Regions from separate parts of the Zea mays genome. Here region 1 is linked to region 2. The links are chromatin contacts, called in public Hi-C maps. All regions are on one chromosome and are shown on one strand. The core of a region is the stretch at or near the end of the contact, and the rest is flanking DNA. Distances in the headings are between cores, read along the strand shown. Region 1 has its middle 21 kb from the start of LOC100282913. Region 2 holds the start of LOC100275460.

Evidence for each region. A called contact is a pair of places that touch in the nucleus more often than the background predicts.
Region 1: a contact with region 2 is called in a Hi-C map of leaf, with 6 times the contacts expected there. The contact joins the enhancer-like site here to the promoter of LOC100275460 in region 2. A contact is called at or near these places in 12 of 25 Hi-C or Micro-C datasets (bundle sheath, ear, endosperm and 3 more) and 1 of 3 datasets of contacts at active chromatin or transcription factors (leaf).

Annotation. Positions count from the first base shown.
Region 1 is chr1:222,765,419-222,768,271 of Zm-B73-REFERENCE-NAM-5.0, forward strand. No RefSeq gene overlaps it. Among protein-coding and RNA genes, the nearest start is that of LOC100282913, 21 kb to the right of the region's middle. Within about 2 kb of position 1,328, at least 15 of the 20 cell types and tissues checked have an H3K27ac peak or open chromatin away from gene starts, as enhancers often do. A contact at or near this core is called in bundle sheath, ear, endosperm and 2 more, where this site is marked.
Region 2 is chr1:222,674,021-222,677,224 of Zm-B73-REFERENCE-NAM-5.0, forward strand. It overlaps LOC100275460, which reads left to right and starts at 1,745. Exons shown (of 8, transcript XM_035964242.1): 1 at 1,745-2,521; 2 at 2,613-2,753; 3 at 2,836-2,907; 4 at 2,995-3,087; 5 at 3,181-3,204. The coding sequence starts at 2,264.

The sequences.
Region 1 (2,853 bases), core at 78-2,577, 91 kb after region 2:
GCTTCGCCCTACTCCCCAGTTATCATCGTTAGTTGATATACGCTGCACTAGAAGCAATGTTTCTTATTGTTGAACTCCGTTTCATGTAATAACTCAAGTACTCCATTAATATGTGATTTTATGCTTTATTGTATTTCTATGTGTCTAACCTTCACGTGAGCAAGTGGTATTCGATCCTTAATGAGTGGTTTGATCGGACTAGACCCGACGGTCTGACCGTTTATTCGGATTATTTAAGTGTGTCGCTGTTTCTAAGGCGAGACTTAGGCACTGAAGCTAGAATAATCTTGACGGTTTCGCTACACTCTGATCAGACATAGGTGCGTGTATATATATGTGTGTCGCTGTCGAGTGGTGCAGGGGTGACTGGGGCTTCCACCATATATTTGGAAGCACAGGGCTACCAATAGCCAATATATATACACACACGAAGCTGTAGCACTGAAGAATCATTATTATTACATGCATGGGCTGAAGCGTGCAGGCATGCATCCTATGCAGCGACGAGAACAAGTGCTACCACCCGGCCACCCACGCCCTGTACTAGCTAGATTCACACAGGATCGTAGAAGGAAGAAGAAAATAAGTAAGCTTAAAATCAAGATGATCCAATATAATCCTGCACCACCATTGGCCTCCTTGGATCACAGCAGCCAACATCAGAAAGGGGCCGGACCAAAGTGGAATCTCCGGTAATGACAAATCATTCCACCACCCCCTCCTAGGAGGATATCGTTTTCGGAGCCAATTAATTAGTATAGGTAGCTACCAATGCTGGGGATTGAGAGAGGTGCCCCGCGCCACTAGATAGACACACTACACGTACTAGCTAGCCACCACAGCCAGCCATGTGGGATCGTCGATCGATCGATCGATTCGAATGCAGGCGGAGCTGGATTCCACTCTACTGGTTGTTGGGCTGCTGCTTTCGCGCGCGAAAGCACACACACGCACAGTTTAATTTCCCTTCTTCCCCGGCCGGGCCCCGTACGTGGAACCATCGACAAAGAGAAAAAAATCAGAAGCATATGTATCCATGCTTCCAGGGAAATCGAGTGGCCAATCTACAGCTAAACAATCTAGAGCATCTCATGCATGTATGTATGTGCACAATTCAGGCTAGCTAGAGCCTAGGAACCAGCAACAACGACGTACGTACGTACGTTTATTCCCACTGAGCTGGGTTAATGATTGTGAGCCTCCCTCACGCGCGAATATTAGGCCCGAATGAAAAGGACGCGCGCTTTCAGTTGCAGCTAGCACTGGAGAGCTCGATCTGGTTGTGGTGTACTCGTAGCAAATAAACGTGAGGGTACGTACGGAGATGCATGCATGTCCACTGACGGACGACCTGCAGAGATATTGCAGCGTGTAGTGTAGTGATCAGTCGTCGTCACTGTCCTTCTCCCGGCCGGCCTTCTTTGTTGCATAAACAAAACTGTGGTTGCTGTAAAGGAATATATATATATAGAGAGAGAGATACAGCAGCGTTCGTGCGTGAGCGAGGAAGAAGCTAGGAAAAATCAGCCCTCAAGCTAGAAAAAGGCGCGAGTCGCGTCCCGGAAGCAAGCGGGTTGGCTTGCCCGTCTCTTTATTTTGCATTGTGTCGATCGGCCTTTTGTACGTCTTTGTTCGAATTCCAATGGCACATCGATCTCACGTACAGTTTGCTTTAAAAGCATGTACGTATGTATGCTTTGCGTTGCGCAAGAGGTGCACGTGTCGACCGGTAGCGGTAATAAACCTAGAGTGGAGAACTTGTTTATACTTTTTGTGGTCTTGTACGCGCGTGTTTCGTTTCAAGAAAAGGCGGTCCAGACCAAAAATATTAGCGCAAAGCATATCCAATATTTTTATAAAAAAACTTTGAGGGTACTTTATCACAGAATTTTTTTTCATGGCTTTGTTTATGATAATTAAGGATTTTTTTTTTTTTTGTTGTTGTGCTCACTTGTTGAACACATGGCGCGGCTGGCTTGGCAGCGGAAAAAATGCCGTTCGCCTAAAACGTGCAGCCTGCTCTGCTCTGTTTTCTGCCCATGGGCATGCTGCACGCCGGCCCACTGTTCAGCTGCCCGTAGCTGTGTAACATTCAGCTTAGCAGCCCAACAATATCCCTTGCTGCGGGAGCCCAGTTTAGATTTATTTTTTCCCCACATTCATTAACCTTGTGCGGACATACCCTCCTAGGGATGGCAATTGGACCCGTGGGTATGGATACCCACGGGTTTCGTACCCGATGGACATGGATATGGGTTAGAAAACTCACCCGTAGATCATGTCGGGTCGGGTACCCGAAATACGTCGAGTAGGGTACGGATAGTATATTTTACCCATGGGTATCCACTGGATACCCGAAATATTAATTCACAATTTCACATGTTGTGTTTTGGGCCCATGAAGCAAAGCAAAAAAAAGCCCAAAGGCAGTGGGACTCATTGTTGGGTTGTCCTATTCCTATTCACCTAACCCTAACCGGCTAACCCTAACTCCCTGAGACAGACAGACAGGCAGCCTGCAGCCGTCCATCCATTCATCCGCTAAGAGGAGAGGGAGGCCGGTCGGCCGGTGGAGCGGAGATGAGGGGGCAGACAGGCCGGTGGCGAGGAGGCAACGGCATTGCGGCGTGGTGGGTGGCCGTCGTGGCCCTGCAGCTGGGCCATTTGCTGAGCGGCGCGCGGGCGGGGCTGCTGGAGTCCAACCCGGGCCTGGCCTACAACTTCTACCAGAGCAGCTGCCCCAGCGCGGAGTCCATCGTCCGCAGCGTCACCTGGGCGCAGGTCGCCGTCGACCCCGCGCTCCCGGTCCGCCTCCAGCTCTCTCTCTCTCTCAAGCCAGCCGCAGAGTCGCTCG
Region 2 (3,204 bases), core at 495-2,994:
GTTATTATTTATTTTTTGTAATTTGTTTTATCACTTAAGTTAGTTTATGCTTAGCTTAAAATTTTATATTTTTAAATAAATGTTTTGAATAAGACGAGTGCTTAAAGTTTTTGAAAAAAAAATAAACGATGACGGATGTATATAGTACTCTTTTATCTAAAATTCAACAGATGAGTTATATATTGGGAGAAGAATTTGGTACCGTGCCGTGATCGTCGCGGGCAGACAAGTACCGAGGTACACGAGTACTTGTTTGTCCTACACCGACCTTGTTAGGAATAAAAAAAGCGCGTATACGAAAGGAATACGGGAAAAAAGGAGAAGTCATGTACGGACGCTACGTGTCGCCGACAAATGGTCCACATTGGCCAACCAAAACCGTGTGCGTGCATGGCACCGCTCCGTCGCATACAAACTCCAAGCCTTGGCCTTTCGTACGTACGTGTCATCCCTGCCAGCAGCAGCCGTACATTCGTTTGCGTTGTCCATGTTCATCGACCGTCGGCCGGTCTCCCGGCCTCTCTGCTATATGCGTGTCACTGGGCGGCGACAGTGCACGGGCGTACGTCGTCGCATACACACACACATGCACGTACGCCCTCCGCGCGCATTCCGTCGTTAGCCCCCGGCTGCCGGTGCATCGACACGACACGGCCTGTGTGCGAATGGTGAATGGACAGGTAATAGTTGGTCGCAGGCTACTCCAGCTACAGGAACAGAGGAGCTGCAGGGACAGATCCGACGACCAGCGGTGTCGGCACCCTCGTTTCGGTGGCACGTACGTACAGCGCGTGGCTCTCGGCACAGGGACAGGATCCCGGCCCGTCGTGCCGTCGCTGTTGCAAGTGTCACCATAAGACATGCATGTACTGCTAGCCTAGCTACTAACCGTAGCTACTAGGTACTAGGAGGCACCCTAGGCAGCACGGGGACCGGCCGTTGGTGTACGTGGAGGCAGGCAAAGCAAAGCAAAGCAATGCAATGCATGATGGCATTGTCGCGGTCTGTGCTCTGAATGCCTGCACTGCATCTGCATGCATGGGCCGATATGCCGGGCACGGGCAGGGCAGCACAGATGCCGCATGCGGCATGCACCAAACAAATCAACGAGGACGGCCGGTCCGGTCGTCGGCGCAGCTAGCCCCTGCGCGCGGAGGACGAAAGAAAACAGGCTAGGAGACAAGGGCCGGCCGGGCTTGCAGAGATCTGCATCGAATCACGCAGGCAGGGCAGGCACACGACGCGAGAGCGGACACGCGAAAGAAGGGGGGGGGGGGGGGGGGGGGGGGGGTGGCGGATCGGTAGCATGCGATGCGCGCGGCAGACCAGCAGCAGTGAGGGATCGGACGTGCGTGCCAGCGGAAGCGGCCACGGGGTGTCGTGTCCGCGCGCCCACAGGAGTGCCGCCACGAGGGAGGGGAGGGGAAGGGGGCGTCGTCAGTCGTCACGAGAGCAGGGGCGGGGCCGCGTGGGGCGGGGTGGCACGGCGCACACGCGTCCGCGCCCCGGGGGCCGGGGCTCGCGGTGTCGCCCACCGGATGGCCCGCGCGGCCGCTAGCTAAGCTAAGCTGCGCAACACCCCGGCCGCCGTCCCGATTCGTTGAATTGAACCAGCGTGCGCGCGCGCGGCCGAGGAAGGTAACTCCTGGGCCCTGGCTGGTTGATCGCCTTCAGCGCGTGACTGCAGGTCCGTAACAGGCGGTGAAGGCGACATATGTTCAGTCGCGGTAATATACTCCACAGTGCCCACGGATGTTCCTTCTCCTTCGTGCGGGCCACCTGGGGTGGGACCTGGAGCACAGGCCGGGTTGGTGGTGGTCGTTGTGCCAAGGAGCCAGAGCCCATAGCCCGGGGCCTCTCGGCGATCCAGAGGCCGGCCGGGCCCGGTCCCTTGGTGTGGCGGCGGGTCCCACGCCGATCCGGGGCCCAGCACCGGGCACCGCCGCGGGCCCCACGTCTACAGATTCGCGTCGTGCTCTAGGGAGGCTTGGCGCCCCCCAACCCCAACTATAAATAACGGCCGTCCTCTCCCCGTCTTCTACACTACACACACCCTCCTCCTCCGGTTCTCCTCGCACCTTCTCCCACCTCTGCTCTGCTCTGCTCTGCTCTCCCAGGCCAGGCCCTGCAGCTGCAAGCACCGAGGACAGACAGAGTCGCTCGCTTCGCCACCACTAGCTGTTGCTTGCCTGCCACCCAAGGATTTCCTTCCATCGAGATCAAGTAGCGTAGCGGCTTGCCTGACCAAGAGGCAGAGCTCTCGATGACGAAGCAGGGCATGGTGGTGCCGGTGCCTGAAGCGGCCGTGGCGGTACCGCCCAACTCGGCGCCGCTGTTCCAGTACCCGCCGCCGCGGGCCGCGCCGGGCGTCGCCGTGCGCAAGAAGTGCCTGCAGATGGGCGCCGGCGCCGGGCGCATCGGCGGCTGGGTGGAGTCCATGCGCGCGTCCTCGCCCACCCACGCCAAGGCGGCCGCCGCGCTCGCCGCGGGCGTCGAAGAGGAGCGGTACGCCGCGTGGATGGTGCGTCCGCGTCCGCCCCCTGCATTATCGCTGTCCGTGCCGATATCGTCGCGCGTCCCCCCTGATGATGGATCCGAATCCGATCGTGCAGGTGAAACACCCGTCGGCGCTGGCCATGTTCGACCAGCTGGTAGCGGCGTCCAAGGGGAAGCAGATCGTCGTGTTCCTCGACTACGACGGCACGCTGTCCCCCATCGTCGACGACCCCGACGCCGCCTACATGTCCGACACGGTACTGTCCCCGCCCTCCCCTCCCTGCTCCATTCACCTGTGGCTGGCTCTGATCAACGCCGTTTTGTTTCCCCCCCGGCCAGATGCGGCGGGCGGTGCGGAGCGTCGCCAAGCACTTCCCGACGGCGATCGTGAGCGGGCGGTGCCGCGACAAGGTACGCGCGCGCGCGCGCCATGGACCGACTATCGATGGTCGATCACAGCCACTGAATGAAGCTCAACACTGATTGCTGTCGTCGCAGGTGTTCGAATTCGTGAAGCTGGCAGAGCTGTACTACGCCGGCAGCCACGGCATGGACATCAAGGGCCCCGCCAAAGGGTCCCGGCACACCAAGGTACCCATCCATTCCAACCTTTGTCCCTGCATCCTCTCCGGCCACCCCAAGATACTTATCTCGCTCTGTCTGTCCTATGTGTGTGGCTCACAGGCCAAAGGAGGCGGCGTTCTCTTT